Linked DNA regions of Zea mays: region 2 is linked to region 1. Evidence: chromatin contacts called from public Hi-C data. All regions are on one chromosome and are shown on one strand. The core of a region is the stretch at or near the end of the contact, and the rest is flanking DNA. Distances in the headings are between cores, read along the strand shown. Region 1 holds the start of LOC100275351 (Basic leucine zipper 25). Region 2 holds the start of LOC100304353.

Region 1 (4,613 bases), core at 1,494-3,993:
TCTATCTTTCACTCGCAACAAAATCAAGTAATGGTTTCTATTTAGCAGTCATATTTCTCGTCAAGAAAATGTTGTGATGCTATGTTACCTCCTCATCTTCTTGGCGTTAGCGGGGTCAGTATTCTCTTCAAGGTCACCATCATCGTCTGACAGTTCCTTTGATGTGCCACTGTTGGTTGGCTTGCCTTGAAAATCATCATCTTCTATGACATTAGAGTTTGTAACTAGGCTTGCCCCATCTATGTCACCTGTGTGTAGAATGGAAGAAACCAAAACAGTACAGTAAAATAAGTCCAACGGTTCAAATGTCACAAAAAAGGCCTATATATTTTCTGAACCACACATGCATCATATCTTCACACTGCCAGAGTGCAAAACTGGTGCCAGAGTTGCATGCCCAGTGCAGCTCACCAACAGAGTTGACATGACTGTTCAGTATAACTGAAGCAGTATCAGACTTCATTTTTCATCCTTATATCTGATCTCACCAACATTGCTCATAGTTTAGATCATTCCTCCAGAATTATCAATGAGCCGGCACATCAACCTCAACCACACCACAAAGGTAATCCGGAATTGATATTTCTACTCACCTGGATTCCTTGAGCATCAGCTAACCTATCCTACTGAAACTGCTGGTGAGATCGGATCTTGTGCACGTAATTATCATGGAAGACTAACCTGTAGACTCTAGTGAATGGTTCACACTTCACACTCACAGTACTCAAACCAAGGCTGGTAATCAAGTGTACTAGGATAAGTGAGGTTTGCATCTAATGCCCTATTGGAATGATCAGCGGGGAGATGGTGAACTGAATAGGATTTGGCATCTAACATGCTTTTAAACCAGACCACATCCTGCCATCCTAAGGCACTACTTCCTTCGAAATCTTCCTGCCTGCATGTTTACCCCAAGTTGGTTGATAGACTGACATGCACTCAGTTATGAGAGGTCATAAATACCATCAAAGGAAGCTTGAGAAATCAATTGCGAAGCATCTGAAGCTTGTGAGTTGGGGTAGCCCAACGAATGTTCTTGTGATTTAGCTTCCTGAAATGGACTTACGTAAACATCACTGCAACAAAGGGGCAAAGGGCTGGGTGCAGCCAGTACGCGAGGTTTATGTCACTGTTAAGCTCTGGAAAGCCACTAGTACTGCACATCCTTACCCTCATAATTTATATAAATAATACACACATAGCTCGAAGTTTTGTGGAATCATTGGATGCAATGGTCAATATCATGGTTGTGCCAAGGCCAGCCTCTAAATATTTAAGAAAATTGGAAGTAAGTGTGTTATTTATAGGGTGACTGAGAGCCACCATGCATAATGTTTTTACAGCATCTACTTATGGAAAAAGTAACTGCTAAACTAACTTGTGGTGCTAATTAACTTAGAAAATCAACGTGCAAATTCATTTTCACATAACAATCTTTGGACATGCCACCTGTGAAAACCTAGATATTCTTAACCTTGCTAGTTCAAACAACTGCGGAAGAGTATTGAAAAATAGCCACAGTAAAACTGCTAGCATTCAGTGAAGTATGGTATTTTTACTTCTGAGAAAGGGAAATGTGCAAATCGCAAACTGTGAACATGTTCATCAATTCAATAGAACATCTGATACTATCGGATAAATAGCTAAATACAGTGAATTTGCAGTTCTATTTATTCAAATCCACATCTTGTTTTGTTTCCTGTCGCTTTCAGCCAGGAAAAAAACAAAGAAACAAAAAGGAGAAAATCCTATTGGCTCGACCACCGACACATCATACTCATTCAAATCATTTGTGGTCCATAACATTCCATCAGAATATCCCACCGGCCACCACAGTGTATGTAGTGTGTGGAAGTGAGCCTGCCTCCTAGCAACATGGCACATATACCAAATCTATTATCCCACATGTCAGTTTCACCACTCCAGGACTCCACTACACTTGCATCAGATCAGAAAGCAATATCTGCTACGGTACCCATGTAAAGTTGGAACATTTGGATTTCGCCGCTGCACAGTACTACGATGACAATGGCACAGCTCTGATCTTGATCATACTGTTCATCACAAGCCATAAGAGAAATGGGTGCCGGTGTGTGCACAGTGCTGTGTTTTCTAATGTTTGTCAAAGGCTGGGAAACTTTTTTTTCTTTCTTTCTATCTGTTGGTGCTTGGTGGGTGCTAAAATCTACTGTGAGTTTTTATGTAGCCCTGGCTTAAGAATGGCAGCGTAGGATTACACGACAAGCATACCGACCAATCAATTCAACATTTTCCAGAGTCCTCAAATAAAGCAACCGACTTTTTCTTCTGCTGCTTGTGATTTCCAAAAACTAGAAATTGCAGTAAAACTCCCCTCCCCAAAATGAAGGGGGGAAATAACTGAAAAACATGCAATTCCTACCATTGTGACTCGAAATTAAGCTAGAGATGAAACTGAAACATCGAAGCACACAAGGCACAATCACACAACCAATACTCAAATAGGCCTAGAAAAGTCTAATCTTTGGAGGGGTAGGAGGAGGAGGAACCACACCATGGATTTGGCGACGGCGGCGCAGTACAGGTCGAGCTTCCTCTTGAGCACCGCGGCGTATGCGCCGGGGTCGCCGCCGCCTCTGCCGCCGCAGCTCACCACCACCACGTCGTCGTCGCCGGCGCCGCCACCCGCCATTCTTAGAGGAAAGCCGCTCTCTTTCTAGTACTTCGTACTCCGGGAGGGGGAGGATGGGAGTTGGGAGCAGCCTGAGCAATGTTGGCCTTGGTGGAGGCCGGAGGGGGGCTGCGTTTATACCGGCGGTCGTGTTGATGGAGCGCTCTGTGGCGAGTGGCGACACTGTTGGTCTTTTCCGGGAAACACCCTTGCTTTTGTTTCTCATTTCATTATCCTGTATTATAGTGTGTTTGGTTTCTATGGGGCTAAATTTATTTTATTCTATTTTAGTCATAAATTCATAAATATAAAAACTAAAATAGAATTACAGTTTCTATATTTAGTAATTTAGGTACTAAAATAAAATAAAATGATGGAACTAAAAATTAGTCCCTATAAATCAAACACCCCTTAATGTTAAAAGTATAGATATGTATGCTTATATAATAGAGATAATCCTAAGGTTCTCTACTTTAACTAAATTTAGATTCTAAATATATTAAACTTTTCTAGTTATTTTGTACGAGTAGAATTATAAGTTTCATAGGTGGACAAATGATACAGAAGAGACGGGTGCTATGTAATTTTCCTATGTCATGACTTTAGTAAAATACACACCCTATAATTATGGATTGCATCGATATGGAAGCCATAAGAAAAGGTATATCTAACAATTTTCATTTCATTCTCCCTATTTATAAAAAATCAGGACCTTAACTTGAAGGCCAAGTGGAAATCCATAAGTTCACCCTAACACATCTATCAACTTTTGTAAGTTCATATTGAATGCAACTTGTACATAGAATATATGATTGTGAGTGCCATAGTACTAACATATGGTCTCAAAAAATAGAAATAAAATTGTTGTGATCCACACTCGGAGGAAGTTAACATCGTGCGCTTGTTGATTCTTTTTGCGGCGACTCGATGTTAAGAATCTAGAGCTATATAGATATATATAAGACTAATTGTTAGCTAGCTATTTTTACTAGCTCAACCAAGCACGGTATAATAGGTGGATTTAATTTTTAGTCATTTATTTAACTAATTGTTAGCCAACTCTAACTAAATTTTAGGTCTAACTAATGCAGACAAAACTCATGTTCATTTTGTCCTATAATTTATCTAGGACACCGATAATAACTAGAACTACCATGTCCCTTTAAATCTTGTGTACATAGTTTAGCTTAGTATGATTTAAAATGGAGGAAAAGTAAGTGTGTCTTCAACGAAAGACTATGCTCATGTATCCCAAATATAGAGAAGTTTCTCTTCTATATAGCCTTTAACGAGAGAATATTCATTCATCCTCTATACCGTGTATGTATAGATACTTCCCCTTTTCTTCTCTACTAAACAAAACTAGAATATGCATAAGATATTTGAGGGCATGATAAATAGAGGAGAACTTTTTATAGAAGTTTATAAAAACAGATATCGAAAAGAAATATAGAGACGGTCTAAGAACTAAGTGCCTATTTGGGATGCCTCTCAAACCGGCTATGGCTCCGGTTTCTAGAGGAGCCCTCTCAAACGGTTTAAAAAAGAGCTCGCGACAAATAGTACTGATGAGTCGGAGCCATTTATATAGAGATAACCGGAGCAAAAAAGGCTCTTATCGCCTCCTCTCCTCACTCCCCTATCTTGTCGTTCTCTCATCGCCAAAAAAATCGTTTTGTCAAACGATTTGTTAAAAAAGCACTAGCTCCTATAGAGGAACTACTCTTGAAAAGAATCCAAAGCTAAAGTTATTTTTAAAGAAGCTTGAGCCATGACACAGAGACGCTAAGAAGATCTCATAGTTCAGCTTGACAAGTCAAGCACAAGGTGTCGCTGTCAGTTTGTCCATTCCATTTTCTCCCTGTTCACATCGCGAAAATATCAGGGCGGACCCCCAAGTTGCAGGTCAAGTGGGCGGGCTAATCGCACCTACTGGGCCGCCGCTGGGCCCGGTGGGGGCGTT
Region 2 (4,613 bases), core at 1,283-3,782, 260 kb before region 1:
GAGTCAACATTTTCTGGAATGCAGGTTGGACAAGCTGCAACAAATTTTAGATTAAATTAGAGGGATAACAGCAAATGGCACTGCAAGAAATATAATGAAACAAAACTACTTATGGATAAGAAAGATTTCAGCATGCACTCTTTAATACCAGAAGTACTTTTCAAAGGACTTCAGCAGCTCAGAAATTTTAATTCACAAGGCCTATAGTACTTTCAGTTAAAAAAGCATAAGATATACTAATCTTGAGCAACAAAATAATAATAAATGTACAAGAAGGCCTTACATTCAGTATTCTGGACTCCAAATGCTGTCGTTTTCCTTTCCTTACAGCTTCATCAAAATAGACAGCTTCTTTGTCATACCTAAAAAATTAAGATTCACAACTCTAAGTTCTATTCATGAGCACAAGTTTCCCGTCATTTCTAAATTATTGGAATGGGAAACCCCTTGATGTATTGCATAGGGAAGGTTACATATATATAGAGACTTAACCCTAACTTTAATGGGCCAACAGCCCAACAGTGGTGCCGACCAACACACAGACACGGTCTAAGTCTAACATTCCCCCGCAGTCGCAACGGCCAACGGGGGCACTGCACACGATGATAATAGAGTAGAAGCCGAAGGTAGGAGACGACGGGTTAAACCCCCCCCCCCCCCCCCACACGCAGTAGCAACGTCGTTAGGGTGCGAATATTGCGGTTGGAGTAGAGACCGTCGTGGACTCTGAGAAGACGATAGCCCGTGGATGATGAGGTAGCCGAAGTCGAGGTGGTCATGGTTAGGATACACGCAGCAGTAGCCTGTTCTTCGGGAGGAGGCGACGTTCGAGCGTCAATGGTCGACAGGGCGACACAACAAAAGAGCACCAGCAGGCAGCATACCGACCTTCTTGCTTCTTCGATCGTCCGGACGTCGAGGGGCCCTGCTAGGGAGGCCGACGACAGTGCACGCGTCTGCGCTGGTCATGGTGGCCGCGCCCGCGGCAGAATAGAAGGGATAACAGTTGATCCGGCCGGGAAGGCCACGACAGCGACGGATCCAGCTACGGCGATTCGGCTAAAGGGACAACGAATCTAGCCGAGAAGGCCGCAACAACGGTGAATCCGGCCGGGAAGGCCGCGACAGCGACGGATCCAGCGAAAGCGATGGGAGAAGCTCGAAGTGGAAGGCGCTGATGCGGCGTTAGCGCGGGCAGTTAGGAGGTGGCCAGCGCGATGATGAGGGGCTGCACGGGAGGGGAGCTTGGCTGCGCAGGAGGGAGAGGTGCCGCGCCGGTGGAGGAAGGGTTGGCCGCCATTGGGGATGGGAGCGCCCGCGAGGCTGCGGCGGCTGTTGCTCCCCTACATCCCGCGGCGGCTGCTGCACGCGTGCCCACGTGGCCACGCCACCGATGAGGAAGGGGAAGGGGCAGGGTCTGGAATGGCAAAGCCCTTAATGTATTGTATAGAAGAAGGTTACATATATATAGAGACTTAACCTTGTGTGTTTGATGGGATAAGACCTAGTGTTTTGATGGTGATCCGAGAAATTGAGGAGTGCAGCTTGTGGTGTCTTGCTGGAAATTCAGAGCTTTGCACGCTGCACGCCAAGATGGGGAACACTTAAGTTGTCTTTCTTAGTATTTTGGTCATATACCTAGAGTGTGCGTGGCATGTTTAATTGGAAGTGTTGGGTTCTGGTCCCTAGGGCCTTTGTTTGTTTATATTTTTCTTCTCCCTTAATGAAATGACACACTGTTCTCCTGCGTCGTTCTAAAAAAACATGTAAGTATTTTTAAATGTGGATTTAATAAAAACAGATAGATATAGTAGTATTAATGTAATAAGCATGTGTTCACTTTCTGTTGAATACAGTTCAGACAGAAAAATTGGTTGTTTAGAAAATTTTCTTATAAGTGCAAGGGTTATTGGCAGATGTATAGAACATAAAAGGCATACACCGTTATTGGCAGATGTATAGAACATAAAAGGCATACACCTGATAGCTTGTAAAGTTGGAAGGACTGGTAATCACGTTGTACAACCATAAGGCTGTCAATGACTCAAATCACTCAAGGGCTTACTCTTGCAAGTGAACGTCGACGATATTGCCAAGTTTTTTTCCAAAACCAGGTACTGGACCAGATTGGACAGCACTCTCCACATCCAACCATTCCTAAAGAAAATAAAACACATTAGTAAAACCCAAAACCTGTACAAAAGTTGAATGGTCATGAACTAGCAAAATCTTACTGTGTCTGAGGTTATGCATCCAAACTTCTCGTTTGCAATTTCATCACATCGAACTGTAGCAACCATTACCTTGCATGGTAAAGCAAATGGAAGTAAATCATGAATAAAAGGGGTTGAGTATTTTATTTTAAAAATTTGTAATACTCCCTTCGCAAATATATGACGCAATTGGCTTTTTCCAACACTTTAATCATTCGTCTTATTAAAAAAACATGAGTTGTCATTTATTTTGTTGTGATTTGTTTTATCACTTTATGATATTCTAAGACTGGTGGAGTAGAGTTGAATGTCAAGTGCCAAAAATTCAGAGAAAATGTTTTAATACGATGGTAATCCTAGTAGCATGGTGGCTCTGGAAACATCGAAATACATTCATGAGGATGCAGCTCTGTGGGGAATGGCTGGAGCTAGAGCCCTTAGAAGTCTTTGGTCTTAAGCTGTTGGCCTTGGACCACTAATGGGTTATAGATGAGTCTTTTGATGTTTTTGTTTTTCTACTTCTGTAAGGAGGTTTTTGTATTTGGTCTCTTCCCAGACCCTTACTCTTTTCTTCTTAATATATTGATAATGCAACTCTTTCGCGAAATAAAGTCACGGGGTAGAGAAGGCTGCAGCTCCCCCGCGTGGGCGACTCGAGCGGCAAAACCCTAGCCGCTACCGCCCCACTGCCCCTTCTCTCTGTCTCACGGCTGCCAGAGGGGTTGGCCGGCATGCCCGCCGGGCCCCCAGGATGGTGGCGGCGACGCATCCGCCCAGTTGGCGTCGCGAGCGCCCAGATCCACGCGGGAGGGAACTCGTGGCCGGGGCGTGGTCATGGTGTTCGTGGCGGTGCCGTGCGCTCGCGTGGGCGTTGCAGGTAGAGGCGCGGTGGCGGTGGTGCAACGGCCCACTGACGGCGTGCACGTGGAAGCTCACCGTGTCGACGAAGTTGGGGGTGAGGAGTGCGACGCCGACCCGAAGCATCACAGGCCGGGAGAGCAACCGCCTCCCACCCGCCGGTCGTCCTCGGCCTCGTTCGCTACCTTCTTCGCGCTGCACGGTCGGTGGCTGCACCGTGCTGCCCGCCGGGGCGCGAGCTGGCGCCGATCGGCAGATGCAGCAACATGTCGTTCAGCTGGCTCTTTGAGCGGCCGTTGTGGCCCTCTTGCGCGGAGCTCCTGGCGGCTCGGGGAGGAGGTGCAGCGACCGTACCTGCACGGCGGTCATCTCCTCGTGGCGGGGGTGAGACCCTCGCAGTGGCCGCGAGTGCCAGGCCGGCGACGACTGCCGGCATCGGCTTCGGCGCGTGATAGCATGACGCACACGGCAAGGTGAAATCGAGCTCCGTGTGCCCTGCTAGAGGGGGTGGCGACCGACGCAGCTTTGAGGCTGTTGCGGTAGCCGATGCGTCGAGCCGTCGATGCCCCTCTAGAAGGGTTTGTGCGGGATCGCAGGGCAGCTACGACGACAAAGACAACTTGCTATGGCCCAGCTTCTTGACCTCACGATGTGTTGGGAGACATCTTGGGCGAAAGTCTCGGCGACGGTGATGTCCGTGGCGCTTCTCTTGTCGAGGGTGTCACATTCCCCAGCATCGTTTTTTTTGGGCGAAAGCTCAATCCATCTCGGACAGGCGATGGAGGTGTCCCCGACGTCATTCCCTTCCTAAAGGCGTCACTATTGAAATTCGTCTTGACCACGACGTCGCATTTAGTTGATGCTTTCGCTTCTCGATGCCCGATATGCGGGTAGAGGAAGGGACTTGCAACGTGAGGTCGGAGCTGCTACGTTAGAGGATGTGACTCGACAATGATGACATGAAGCAAAACCCTCCCTCCTTCGTGGACTGGTTTGCTTTGGAGGTTGGGCATATGTCGGGGGCGGGGCGCCAGATCAAGATTGGAAGTCGGAGCTGCTCCTTGGTTTGAGCTCAACAATGATGGCCTGTTGTGACCTTTCGCTTCGGGCCGCCTGCCTGTTTTCGTTTGGATCATCTAAGATTTGCCATGGTAAGTCAGAGTCGCTGGCTACTTTACAACCATGCTTGGCAATGATAACTCATGGCAGCTTTAGGTGCTCTTCTGCATTGCGTTGGTGGGTTTGCCCTTCGTGGTCTTGTTAGTTTTGGTTGTAGGAGTTGGTTTGTGGTCTGGTGCATGAAGTCGGAGCTGCTAAGCCTCGGTGCTAAGCTCGACAACGATGACTTGAGCCAGGCTTTAGAACTGCTGACGAGGTGAGTGGAGTAGAGCAAAAGTGTTGTGTGGTCATCTGTTGATGTCCCAATCCAACCAGCCCACTTTTGTTGTTTCTAGTTGGTTCGAGTGTTGTGTGGCACATGTTGATGTTCCAATCCAACCATACGCTGTTGTTTGGTCGTTTTGCCTAGTCTGGGTCTCTTCT

What was found. A called contact is a pair of places that touch in the nucleus more often than the background predicts.
Region 2: a Hi-C map of ear shows a contact between it and region 1, with 2.9 times the contacts expected there. The contact joins the promoter of LOC100304353 here to the promoter of LOC100275351 in region 1. A contact is called at or near these places in 2 of 25 Hi-C or Micro-C datasets (ear and tassel).

The regions. Positions count from the first base shown.
Region 1 is chr1:174,622,446-174,627,058 of Zm-B73-REFERENCE-NAM-5.0, reverse strand. LOC100275351 (Basic leucine zipper 25) reads right to left here and starts at 2,743. Exons shown (of 6, transcript NM_001149446.1): 1 at 2,534-2,743; 2 at 964-1,051; 3 at 89-248. The coding sequence starts at 2,671.
Region 2 is chr1:174,883,621-174,888,233 of Zm-B73-REFERENCE-NAM-5.0, reverse strand. LOC100304353 reads left to right here and starts at 2,532. Exons shown (of 1, transcript XM_020546530.2): 1 at 2,532-4,598. The coding sequence starts at 3,048. The coding sequence ends at 3,548. It overlaps LOC103645055 (protein ROOT HAIR DEFECTIVE 3 homolog 1), which reads right to left. Exons shown (of 22, transcript XM_020546527.3): 11 at 2,235-2,303; 12 at 2,066-2,157; 13 at 284-362; 14 at 1-34.